2 separate regions of the Mus musculus genome follow, and region 2 is linked to region 1. A link is a contact called in public Hi-C data. All regions are on one chromosome and are shown on one strand. The core of a region is the stretch at or near the end of the contact, and the rest is flanking DNA. Distances in the headings are between cores, read along the strand shown.

What was found. Hi-C and Micro-C count contacts between places; a contact is called where the count stands out from the background.
Region 2: a contact with region 1 is called in a Hi-C map of nephron progenitors, with 2.7 times the contacts expected there. The contact joins the promoter of Abhd6 here to the enhancer-like site in region 1. A contact is called at or near these places in 1 of 39 promoter capture datasets (macrophages), 1 of 484 Hi-C or Micro-C datasets (nephron progenitors) and 3 of 9 other capture datasets (adipose tissue, liver and pancreatic islet).

What each region holds. Positions count from the first base shown.
Region 1 is chr14:7,896,936-7,903,635 of GRCm38.p6, reverse strand. It overlaps Flnb (filamin, beta), which reads right to left. Exons shown (of 46, transcript NM_134080.1): 19 at 1,635-1,752. Among named protein-coding and RNA genes, the nearest start is that of Gm45521, 57 kb to the left of the region's middle. Within about 2 kb of position 2,690, at least 97 of the 459 cell types and tissues checked have an H3K27ac peak or open chromatin away from gene starts, as enhancers often do. A contact at or near this core is called in adipose tissue, nephron progenitors and pancreatic islet, where this site is marked.
Region 2 is chr14:7,999,087-8,005,786 of GRCm38.p6, reverse strand. It overlaps Abhd6 (abhydrolase domain containing 6), which reads right to left and starts at 2,899. Exons shown (of 9, transcript NM_025341.4): 1 at 2,824-2,899. Gm30244 (predicted gene, 30244) reads left to right here and starts at 1,733. Exons shown (of 2, transcript NR_168596.1): 1 at 1,733-1,922; 2 at 2,073-2,295.

The DNA of each region.
Region 1 (6,700 bases), core at 1,441-3,940:
CCCGACATGTAAGCAAAATCAAATTTAAAAGTAATAAAACTAAATCTTTAAACAGTCTGTAAGACAAGGCTGCAGGAAAGCCAGGTGTTATTTTAACAAAAACAGGGAAAGGGTTTTAGCCAAAACAAAAGCACAGGGAATCTAAGATGCTGCCACAACGCAGTCAAATCTCAACTCCTGGGGACATGGAGAAGGCTGCTGAAGCCATCACAACTGTCCACACCTCTGTGTCCCAACAGGACAGAGGCTTTCCCTAAGAGGCACCAAGTTCTTCCTGCTTTTGGAGTCAAATGTTCAAAATGTAACCTTAAAAGGTAGCACAAGCCATGGACGATAGGCAAAGCAGTACAACTTCAATGAAAATAAATACTGCCAGGTGATTTCTCTGGCATCTGTATGTGTAGATGCAGGAGGAGGGATGGAAGTAACATGCAAGACCTTATTTAAAACGCAAAGATGCTGTAAAACTCATCAGTCAGTTCTCAGAACTGTGGTTAACTGTAGAAAGAGGAATCAGCATCTCCAGCCTGCAACTCTGGGGTTACATGGAGCCACACTCTGCCTAGGACAGCCACCGATGCAGAGAATATCACTTGAAACAATAACCACCCCCAAGCCCTTCAACTGTGTGGTTCTCAAACATGAACTCTGTAGATGATACCATACAACATTCTGCAATGTCAAAAGGTCGGAGGTGTATGTATGTTAAGACCTTGCTGGTGAAAAAAAGTGGGTTGAAGACCATGTGAGCATAAGGAAGAATGCTTGCACTCATACTGTGCTAGTCTCTTATGTTAGGAGTTTTCCATAAAAAAACAAAACAAACAAAACATAAAGGGCAGGGGGTGCTTGCCCAGAATGCAGAAAGGCCTGGGCTCTAGTCTCAGAATCACAAAAACAAACAGGACTGGAGAGATGGCTCAGGGGGTCCTGAGTTCAATTCCCAGCTACCACATGGCAGCTCACAACCATCTGTAATAGGATCTGATGCCTTCTTCTGGTGTGTCTGAAGACAGCTACAGTGTACTCATATACATAAAATAAATAAATAAAATCTTTTAAAAAACAAACAAAACTAACCTTTAAATTCTAATATAAACTAACGATGTTACAATGTACTTATAACAATATAAAATGAGGTAAGATATACAACAAGCTAAAGGGCAAGGACAGAAAGAGAAGGCTGTGGTTTCTAAGAGCCAGGAGTTGATTTCTATTAGGGCCATTGACCTTAATGTGATGCAGATGCCCAAGATGGTTGGCACAGTATGACTCTCATCTGAAAGCCAACATTCTCTAGCCTCTCGCTTAATGAAAACTTCCTGTGGTAACATCGGCAGTCTCACAGAGCTGACAACATGCCAGTTTCTGCATTATTACCTCATTTAAAATTTTTATAATACTTCCATGAGTCTAAGTGACCCCCCAAACACCCCATCCCCACTGCACAAATGAGGAAGCCTGCTGAGTGTAAGTGGCAGGCATGTCAGAGCACAGCTCTCGCTCAGGCCCAAGACCATCCACTGCAACATCTCTCCAAGGCAGAATTAGTGTCTCTGAAAATTGCATCTTTTGAAGGGAATCTAATAATAGCAGTCACAGTTGCTGGTCGTCTGACCTCATTCGACACTTACTGTTTTCCAGTCCATTAATTTTTATCTTGCTCAGATCCAGTGGCGCAGCAACGCCCACAGTGAAAGGACTTTTAGGAATGGGATCGCCACCATAAGTCACTAGAACCTGCATGTTGCCCTGGAATGAGAGAGAAAAAGGAGCATGCCTCTGGGTAGAAATAAATATTCTTAATGCCCCCCAAGAACCTTCATTCCCCCCAGGGACATGGCGAACTCAAGTTCATTAACCTAATTCTAATTAGCTTTTCTCGGGTCTCATATCTTTCAGGGAGCCTTCAACCTTGCTGTGCAGCAGAGGAGAACCTCTACCTTTCAATTCTCCAGTCTCCCAGGATTATAGGTGTGTGTACTGTGACACCGAGTTAATGCAACACGGGGGAGCAAACCCATGACTTCACATATGCCAGGCAAGCGTTCTACCAACAGAGCTGTATCTCGTATGCCTCTTACTGGCTTCAGGAAACATCTTAAACATACTCTCTAAGCTTTTGAAATACATGGCAAGAACAATAGAAAAATCAGATAAACGTAGACAGGGACAACAGGCTGGGGACTAACACCAGGCTTGTACTATGAACTTTGTGTACTTCGACAAATCAAAAAAAAAAAAAAAATCACAAAATAGATCCAAGAAGTAGTTCTTACTGCTGCCTCCCCCATTTTTCAAGAAGACTTGGTTCAGAGGGGCAATGGAACATGCCCCCAACACACTGGATTCATACCCTTGGCACCCAAACCTTTATCTTTTCTGCTCTGCCACTGCACATCACCACATGCCACAGCCAACCCCAGCCATGGATGGGTACAGCCACTGGGCTATAACCAACAGAACCAGTTCTTCAATGCCTTGGCATTCAGTTTCGGGACACTGGGCAACACAAGGGAGGTGTTCACAGGAGCGCTCTTAGATCAGCACATAGACATAACTTCTAATTCCACTGAAGGAATAAAAGCAGTGCTGGAAGCCTGGCAGGGCCCTTGCTGGAAGCCCTGATGGCTGCACAACCCTGCAGCTGTTGTTCTTTGTCCACAGGTCCTGAGCCAGCTCACAACCGACTTCCTCTCTCTACATTCAGCTGCATAACCCCCCTCCACAGCAAGGCTCCACGAAAGCCTACTGCAATCTCAGCAGATCCGTGTTGTCCTCGCCTCGATGTCCAGGAATAACAAAGTGTGTGGGAGAGTGAGAGGAGTCCCCAGACAATCCAGCAGGCTCTCTGGCACACAGGCCCTGCTAAAAGCTGTCACCGATCGAGTGTTAAAAGGGTGTAGCTTTTGGCCTGATGTATATTTTCTCACATTCCTTTTGTAAATAAAGAAGGGAACGAGAGCCAAGGGGAGGAGGGATGGCTGCATCAACGGAGGAGGAGGAGCCGGTCCTTGAGGAGTTTTATATGATGCACAAAATCAACGGCCCACCTTAAGGGTCTAACATTTCATGCTGAACTGTGCATAGGTCAAATTCTACAGAGCTGGGAGCCAGCCAAGGAACAGGAAAGGTCTCCCCTAGTGCTAACTTCTGCCGCTGCACTATCCCCAACACCCCCAGCTCTCCTGAGCCTCCACTTCCCCACGAGCCGCTTAACTCCTTGGGTGCTAGGCTAACCCTGAGACCAACTTCAGGGCTAACCAGGCATCTTGGTAAGAAAGCCTTCCCCTCCCTGATAGATTTTTCTGGCCATTTCCCTGAAGTGCTAGAGCAAATGAAAAAAGTCCCTTTCCAGATAAGCCCGCCCAGCTCATAAAAGAAAGTATGCTTCGTTTCCACTCTCAGAAGCAACACAAAACTCAGCTAGGAAATGAACTCTGCCTTACACAACCTTAAGGAGTGGGAGTGGGTGTGTGCAGCCGTGGAGACTTACAGCTCCAAGCCCTAAGCCTTTCCTGTTTCTTCTGAGGCTAAGCTAAGAACAAACTTTTCTCCCACAGGACTGTCTAAGGCAGTGAGCAACTGTGTGTTCCACCAAGATGAAACTGCCTGCAAAACAGCTTTCTATTTCTCCCTTCATGCTTCTGAGACCCAGCCTTTATTCAAAAGAAGACAAACACACAGACCTGACAGCCTAGAAGATCAAGCAAGAGAGCCTTCTGCAGGCCTCTCCGCTTTGGAGACTTCTGAGAGACACCATCCCCACTGGGTTGGGTAACTCCTCTAGAATCCTGTGAGACACCACCACTTTGTTGAGGACATTTCAACACAGGGAATACTATCCTGTGAGGCTTGTGAGATCACAGGGTTCCCAGAGGTCATTGGTAGTACATGTGACCGCTTAAACCTAGTGACATAGCACAGCAGTTGGTCTGGGGTGAGAAACCTAGGCCACTTGAGACTAGGAGACTGCAGACAAGCAATGTCCTTGGGCAAAGCCCAGGCTCTCTGAGAAAGTCAACCTTTTTCTAATCTCTGGGAGAATCCTGAAGCCCACCTATCATGCCTACTTCTTGGAGGCAAAACCAGCTCTGAACACTGTATCATTATAGACATTTCTAACCATTCATATCATTTGTCCACTGTAGGTAAGTATGTGCAAACTGCCATTCAAGCACTAGCAGGGAACAGAAGTCAGCAGTCAATACTTGGGTTCCTCGGGGGCTTTAGCTCTTCAAAAACATGGTCTACATTCTGAGAAGGACATATAAAAATCTAGGGCTAGATGAACCCATGCCTCTCCACACACACACACACACACAAACAACAAATAGTTGCCTTTCTGGAAACGTCTAGTCTGGCAGTCCCAGAAATTCATCACAAGAAGGCATGTTCATGGGCATTCGTTTCCAGAACATGTGCCCTTCTCCGCACAGGGGACAGCCCTCTGATGGGCTCAGGACTATGAACCACACCCCACAGCATGGCTGCCGGATACGCTTTCCTTCACCTAATCTGGGGCTTTGGGCTCCTCCTGTGAATGAGACACAAGCTGTGCATCCCAACTCTTCTACCAGGTTACAATGCTCCTCAGCCAGCCAAACTTGTGAAGAGACGCATCCTACCACTCCCTCAATCAGCTGCCCGTCTACAGGGAGCACTCAGAGCCCCAAGCTCTGGTGCAGGACAAGCGCTACCCTACCTTGTGGTGGTTTGAATGAGAATAGCCTTCATAGGTTCATTTCTAAGGAAGGATTAGGAGGTGTGTGTAGCCTTGTTGGAGGAAGTTTGTCCTTGTGGGTTGCCTTAGAGGTTTCACAAGTCCACGCCAGGTTAGCCTCACCCTCTCTCTGCCTGCTGCCTCTGGTTCAGCGTGCAAGCTCTCAGCTTCTATTCTAGTGCCATGCCTGCTTCCCTGCCTGAGCCATGTTCTGAATCATGATGGTAATGGATTAACCCTCTGAAACTGTAAGCAAGCCCCCAATTAAATGACTTTGTCTATAAGTTGCCTTGGTGATGATGTCTCTTCACAGCAATAAAAAAATAACTATATAGGGCTTTGGCTCTATAAAAATAACTGTGGGTAGCCATAGTTCTGGAGGAGACACGTCACCTGATTTCTTTGCCACCGGGAAATGGAATGATGAGAATATAAGGCTTGCTCTTAATGGCCTCCGAGGCAGATCCATGCATGGTGTATAGAAGGCACCATGAATATCAAGACTCTACCAGAATTACTGGACATATCATAGCCCCAAGAGGCCTCTTAGCATGTCAACAGCCTTCGACTGCTGCTGTTTCTAGAGAACAGGATGAACTTGCCCTCAGGGTCATTCTAAAGTAAAGTGTCTCTTAATCTCGAACCACTCCAAATGCAACGAAGCTGGACTGGGCCTCTTGAAATGCATCCTGATTGGCAGCTTCACTTTTTTTAATGGGTTCAAGTCAAACTAAGATTCCATCCTGGTATCTGCAACTTACTAACTCATCCAAAAGACAAGAAAATGTGGTATGTGGATAGTAGACGTCAAAGCTAAGTCATAAAAGGTTTAGAAAAGCACCTACGGCTTTGTGATCTTTATGATGGCTTTCTGGTATGTTCTTCCAAGGAATGCAGAGAAACCTGCAGCAAAGAGCTTGTCAGGCACCCAGCCTAAGGTCCCACCAGCCTAAGGTCCCACCAGCCTAAGGTCCTACCAGCCTAAGGTCCCACCAGCTTAAGGTCCCACCAGCCTAAGGTCCCACCAGCTTAAGGTCCCACCAGCCTAAGGTCCCACCAGCTTAAGGTCCCACCAGCCTAAGGTCCCACCAGCCTAAGGTCCCACCAGCTTAAGGTCCCACCAGTGCTCAGAACCATCAGTGAGAAAGAACTGCCTGTTAATCACTGTATCTTCTGACCAGGCACAAGGACAGGCGATCTACAAATGTAAGGAACCTTTCAGTGGGACTTCATAAGCGGACAGGAAGAATGTCTAGAGGTAAGAGGCAGCACTTCCATGATGTGGTCCTCAGGTCTTCCCCTAGAGAATGCCTCCCACTGTCAGAGGTACTCCGTATTCCTATGACATTAACTCCAAGGATACAACACCTCTAAAGCAAGAAGGCTAGCTACACACACCCTGCACCCCCATCCTTACTGCACCCCTGCTCTTCCCCGCTTGACTCCCACCAGCCCCTTGCTGAGGGCCCAGGCCATGTGGACTGAGCAGTGTTTCTGCAGACAGCTACCTCTTTGTCCGACAGTTAGCTTGTTTACAAAGGAGGGTCCCTCCCTCCAGTTTGAAAGCATCTCAGAAGCTTAGACTGAGCATTTCTAACACGAGGCATGAATAAAGATCCAGACTCTCCTGCCAGGGTATCTGCCATGCTAACTCTGGAGGTGTGAACATGAAGAAAAACACAATTTTAAAGACTTGTTCAGGTTCAGAATTTCAGTTTTGCAAGATAAGAGCATGGGGAAGCTAGACAGAGGCAATGCCTACGCGGCGCCATCAAGTGTATAGCATACCATTTTGCTATGAGAAGGATGAATTTAAAAATTAAGGAAACAGATATAAACTTGTACAGAAAAGGTAGTTTTTAGACCTTTATTGCATAAAATAACAAATCTGCCTAGACAGCAAAATTCTTCAGAATTCCTGCATTTTGTTAAAGGGAGCCATTTGCAGCCTTAACCGCAGGCTCTGGGCCCTAGGGA
Region 2 (6,700 bases), core at 1,650-4,149, 100 kb before region 1:
GATTGAATATAGCTCATGCAATCCCAAGTAGTGGTCAGCAATCTCAACCCATGTTGGTGACCCACACACCAGGCTCCTCTAATGTAGGAACAGTTACTAAAAGCTGAAGCTCAGGGGGTAGGTAATGTGCCCAGGGTCATAGCAGGCAGAGTGGGAATGTGCGCTCAAGTCTTTCACTGTGGGGGAAATCTTTTATGTATGAACAAAAGCAATTACAGTACCAATATAGCAGGAGCCTTTCTCCTTGTGGTCCTGCTGGGCTGCAGTGAGGGAATTTAGTGTTACAGGGTTTAGAAATAATGAGCCTACTATTACTTTACAAACCAGTCTACCTGCTGTCTTCCATGGAGAGAGGTGTGTGTGTGTGTGTGTGTGTCTGTCTGTCTGTCTGTCTTGGAGAGCGCTAAAGACTCCCTGATGATCAGAGAACCATAATTTGCTTATTTAGCTATGCCAGGGATTAACCCAGGGCCTATCACTTCCTGGGTGAGCGTTCTAACACTATCTTCCTTACTCCCCAACCCATAAAGGTGAACTTTAGAAAAATTAACTGGTACCAAGAACACAGGTGCCATATTTCTATTCCCTATATTACAAGAGTATTAATAAATACTTCTTATTAATAAATAAGAAGTTAGCCACAGGGGCTAAACCTGGCTAAACAGTTAAGAGCACTGGCTGCTCTTGCAAAGAACCCAGGTTCAATTCCCAGCACCTACATGGTGGCTCACAAACATCTGTAACTCCAGTTCCATGGGAATCTTACACCCGCATATAACTTCCTTAGGTACCAGGCATACACATAATATACAGACATACATGCAGACAAACCATCCATATACATTAGTAAAAATTAAAAAAAAAAAGGAAGTTCTTAAAACTAGGTAGAAAGTCAGTGGCTCAGTGACACTGAGGTCAAACTCAGTGTCTTGGGAAGGGACATTTTTGAAAGTCTCAGAGAACTGTCCCTTAAGAATTGTATCAACCAGACACACACCTTGTGGTACTATCAGGGCAGTAACTCCAGTGACATTCTTTAAGTGGCTTAGGACAGAGCCAGGAAGTCAGTACTTAACTTTATGTTAGCCATTATAATTACATTCAATTTTTCAATACCAGCTAGGAGCAGCCGGGCAGTCACAAGGGATTTTTGAGCAGGGAGTGAAGCAATGGTTGTTTTCAAGGTCCCAGCTAGAGCAGGACTTCCTTTTGTTAACCACCTAGCACCTAACTCAAAATACTTATCCCCTGCACACACAGCTGACTGATTGTGCCCCACTACGTGGATGTGGTCTCTCCCTAGATCTGTGGACCCGGGAATGAATCATGTGCTCTGTCCTGCAGCTAGCATTTCACAATCTGCATCTCTAGGATGACCAGAAAGCCTCGGGGATGATAAAACGAGTTCTGGCTGTCAAAGTAGTTAGACCAGCATCCTGACTCCGCCAAAAGCTGGGAAGCACAACTTGAAAGGAGGCACATTTGATATTAGTGGAAGAAGAGAGATGTTAGGGGAAGTACAGAAGTCTGGTCATGGTAGGGGAGGTGACATGAGACTAGGTCATTTGGGACTAGGTCATTTGGGACTAGGTCATTTGGGAGTGTTAGACAGCCAGACAGGACTTGGAGAATGGACTGGCCCCTCCCATCATGAGTTTTGGGTTCCACCTCTGGTATCCCTGGCAACGCATTCTTTTTTTAAGAAAAGGAAGCGTCATAATTGCCTTTCTTTAATATTTCAAGTGCCATATGCAGGGGAGGAAGCTAGAGGCAGGTGGTCTTTGTTGATTCCCAGAAAAAGACCGCGTTTCCTCCCGGTAAAGCACGGTCTTTAAGAATTGATCCAACTGGACTTGTCAGTCACCTAGCCAGGAGACCGCCTCTTAGCAAAGCTGATATGCCTGAAGACTGCTAAGGTAATGGTACGTACAATAATCACCTTCATGAGATAAGTACATACAGACCCCACAAAGCGGCTGCTTACACGTCTTCACTGCTCAGTTTACCCGCTTTTCTGAGCTCTCTTTCAAAAATCCAATTTTCCCCTTCCCCCCTTTCCGCCTCTTCTTCAGATCCTAAGCACGCTTGCCCTGACATTCTGAACACTCACTCCCAGACATTCGGAACTCCTTCCATACAGCTGCTTGCAGACTTCCCATTGCTGCGCCTGTTTTGACCCTACTTCAAAGGACACGAGGTAGGGTCTTCCTCTTCCTCTACCATCAGCCACAGAGATTTACATCTTGCCTGCCCAGTTTTCTCTCAAACTCCAAAAACAAGGTCTTTAAGCTTTGACATTTTTTTTTTAAATCAACGAGACTACGAATCCTCAAAAGGGTGCCGAGATTCCCTGGTACCAGGAGAGCGAGTTGTAGCCCTGCTCCAGGGTGGTGTAGGAAGCAAGGAGTTGGGGGGAGCGCGGGACTAAATCCATCCTGGCACTAGGAGAAAGGCACCGCGGCTGCTACAAGCGCGGAGCATCCGGAGGAGGAAGAGAAATAGGATGCAGATTCCACTTCTCACTCTATCCCTGGGTTTAAGGAGGCTGGCAGGCGGCCAACCAGTGGCGACGAGACCCGGCTTGGGGACGTCTCAGGCCTTTACCCGGGATTTGCACCTTAAGAGAGAGCGGGAAAATGGAATACGAAGGGAGGTTTGTATCTGGGACTTATCTGCATTCACCCTTGCGATGCTGGGGTGAAGAAGGGACTGGTCTCGGAAAGTGGGAGCAGGTGGTCAGGTCGTAGGAATGGGAGGCTGCCATCCCTCTCCTAAGAGCGTAGCCACCGTCGCCTTTCCTTCTGCCTCGCTCACCAGACCTACCTCAGTGACCGCGGTCCTGCTGCCCGTTCGCCGCCCTCCAGTCCCAGGTCCCCGCACCTGCGCACTCTCGCTCTCGGCAGTGGGCTTGGCTTGACTCCTTAAAGGCGCAACGCACTCGCTCGCGCCCTCCGACAGAAAAACCCTCCCAGCCCGCATCAGGCGTCGTCTCAGCAGCTGGAATTTGTTTGGAGGACGCTCTCCAGGGGACGCTCCCCATCCCCGGTTCAAAAAATATCAAACCCGGAGATACAGTCAGTATCCCTCCCCGGAGCGCCTCTCCGCACGAGCACCCATTGGCCAAGCCGAATCATCCCTTTCACAAAAAGTGCTGGGGGGGGGGGGTCATTAGGGCGCAGGCATAGCCACTCTGCCCTGCGAAGCCACGAAGCACGTGGGGTACTGTTTCGTTTATTGAGCATCTACTGTTTGCCTGGCACTACTGAGTATCACACCAAAAAGATTTATGCAGGGTCTTGGCCCTGAGAGCTTAGGAAATCCAAAGCAAATCCAAAACTCAATCCTGACTTACTTCTCAGCACCATATAAAAAAGCTCCTGGTTGAAAAAGTCCTCCAAGGGGAACGCGGTTCAGAATAGAATGAAATGTACCCAATAACGCAATTTAGTTCAAGTGACCAGATCAAGAGAAAAGGCCACTCATCGTGCCAAATAGAAACATCCCTGTGGTCTTCAATAGCCTATGCTTTTGAAGGTCCCACTTCAGGTAGGGCAGAGAGGCAAGCAGATCTAGAACCCCTGAGGTGTGACTCTGATTTCTAACAAAGGGCTCCCCCTGGTTACTAGATGCAGCCAGAATCCAGGGCTCAGGAAAGCATTGAAGTTAGACTGGGGGTAACTGCAGCACTAGTTTCAACAGCACTTTTCAAGGGACATAAGATTGTTCTAAAATCCGTAGGAATGAGCAGAGTCAAGAAAAGCAAAAACATCCCTAATTTTAAAAAGGGGGGGGGGAGCCCTCAGGACTTAGAACAGGAGCACAGTAGTTCACACATGAGGCACAGCACAGAGATGGATTTTTAAGAAGCCGATGAGGGCAGTGGTGGGGCACACCTTTAATCCTAGCACTCCAATGGCAGAGCCAGGTGGATCTCTGAGTTTGAGGCCAGCCTGGTCTACAGAGCAAGCTGGATCTCTTGAGTCTATAGAGTGAGTTGCAGGACAACGAAACTGTTGAGAAAGAAAGAGAAAGGAAGGAAGAAAAAGGAAGGAAGAAAGGAAGGAAGGGAGAGAGAGAGGGAGGGAGGGAGGGAGGGAGGGAGGGAGGGAGGGAGGGAGGGAGGGAGGCAGGCAGGCAGGCAGGCAGGCAGGCAGGCAGGCAAGCAGCACACCTACTTCCCTCTCCTGTGAACTGAGGTTAGAGGGGACAGTGAATCACAAAGCAGCATAGGACAATCTGTGTGGGCGGCCAAACAAACAAGTAACCCTATCACTGCAGCTGGCGGCACAGTGGGCTGCACGGGGAGTGGAAACAGCTCCAGTGTGTGAGCCACTTGATCCCGAAGTGGCAGGGAACAGGCTGAGCTCAGAGTGAGAATGGTGACAGATGCTGAAACACAGCCAGTGAGGTGCTGTGGAAGAGAGCTAGAAGAAAGCAGCTGGTAGAGAGCAGAGTGATCGGCTTTCCGCCCTTTTCAGGCCAGGTCCCAAGCAGATTGGTCTGGTTAAGGGCAGGTGAGCAGTTAGCCTTTGGCGGAACTTCTCCTCCTTCCCTAGTTTGGGCGTAACGTTTCGGTTTGTGTGCATTAACCCCCTTGCTTTCAGCGGCAGCCTGTGAGTCTGCTGTTTAACCATAGGGAAACCGAACCTCAGTTTTGGGTAACTTGTCCAAAGTCACTGCAGGGGTGATAAGGGCCTGTCAACCAACCTGGCGCTCTGGAGGACCTCCGAGGCTTTGTGAGACACATGCTGCAGGCTGAGGTAAAGACTCCACTGAATTCACAACCTGTGGGAGACATTGGAGAAACTGGGGGGACTGTTGGAAATGCACCTCATTTTAGTGACGACGCCTCCTCACCATTGCGGCTACATTTGAACACAGCTAGGTTGGATGTGAGTGGGTCTCCATGGAAACAGCTTCCACTGACTTTCTGTAGAGAATTGGCTTTTAGTCCCAGAATTAATTCTAAATACAGTTTCTGGACTTTCTCTGTACCACCTTTACACAGGAGCTCCTTAGGGCAATGCAAAGCAAAGGATGAGGGCACTGGTTGGTCTCTGGCATGTCAATTCTGCCGATCACTCAATGGACACTCTGAGAATTTGTCTACTCTCTCTCAGCTCCAGCTTATACCCTACTATACAATAGGGACAGTATAGCATTTACCTCTTACATTTATCCATGTTAAGAAATTCTTAGGTAAAATAAATATTATGTCTACTACTTCTTGCTTGCCCATCCTCTGCGTCCTAACCTAACCCTAATGCCAGAATGATCAATTAATTCCGATTTGCCTGTGACTTGTTTATTTAGTGTTGCAAAACTAGTACCCTAGGGACTGAGTTGATATCACGCTTGGGCAAACTGGAAAGTCTAAAGTAGCCAATGGGACGCAAGGCGATTTGAGCTAGAGATTTAGTGTGGCAATTCAAATTTGTGACTGACTTTTGGCCATTGGATACAGATATTTCAGAGACCCAGAAAACTCAGTGAAACTGAAGACAAGCCCATTAATTCCTTAACTCTGAGTTAAGGCAGAAGGCATTTTGGTCATCCTTTCATGCTTTTCTTAGTCTGAGTTCTGTTGGTATAACAGAATACTGGGCTGATTTATAAAGAAACAAGAGCCAGGTGTGGTGGCTGCTTGACTTTAATCCCAGCATTCAGGAGACAGAGGCAGGTGGATCTCTGTGCGTTCCAGGCCAGTTCTGGTCTACAGAGCTAGTTATATACATATAGCTAGGAAATGTAGGGCTGTTATACAGAGAAAAGCCTGTCTTGAAAATGAAACAAATACAAGACAAAACAAAACAAATAAACAATTCCACCATCACCACCACCACCACCAACAACAAAACTAGGTTCATCTTGTCTCTCGGCTCAGAAGGCTGGAAGGTCCGGTCAGGGAGGTGCTGTGTGCTACTGACTGCTTCAACACATTGCAGAAAACATGGGGAGGAAGAAGCAGAGTGAGAAGAAAGCAGAACCCAGTGGGAGGATTGGTTTGTAACAACCTGGAGGTGAGATAGTCTTCCATGTAGCTTAGACTGTCTCACTCAACCTGCGTACACCTGTGGAGTCCTGGGATGACAGGCATGTGACATCACACCTGGCTTAATGTGTCGTTCTTGCTAGAACAAGCCCAGTCCTGTAGAAGAGGACTGCTCCCTCTTAGTCATTAATCTTGTTTTAATGGTTCCACCACCTCTTAACACAGTTCTATCAATCATATTCCGTAACGCAACCTCCACCCTTGTGAGGGCAAACTGTTGAGAAAGTGTCTGGAAAGCCCCACTGTGTACAATGATTCCACATACCACATCAAGAACTACTCGTGTCAAAGTGTCCAGAGCTGATGTCTTAAATCAGAACACTATGGACTGGAATGGCACTGACCTGCATCTAAGTTTGGTCTGGGGGCCTCTTCGGAGGCTCTCCTCTACAGAGGAATTCCCTGTCTTAGAGTGTCATTCCCACCTGGAGAGTCACTTGTGAGTCACCATTTAGTTGAGGTTTGACAGCTGCTCCAACCTGCTTTCCTACTCTGCCTTTTCAGCTGGTGTGGCTTCTGATGGATTAACCTATGGAAGCCTAATGTAGGATGACTCAGAAGAAGATATGATGCTCCGAGAACATGACTCATAATCCACTGGGGACCCCTATGCCACAGTCTGGGTGTCCAGAGAGCTTGGTGTTTCTG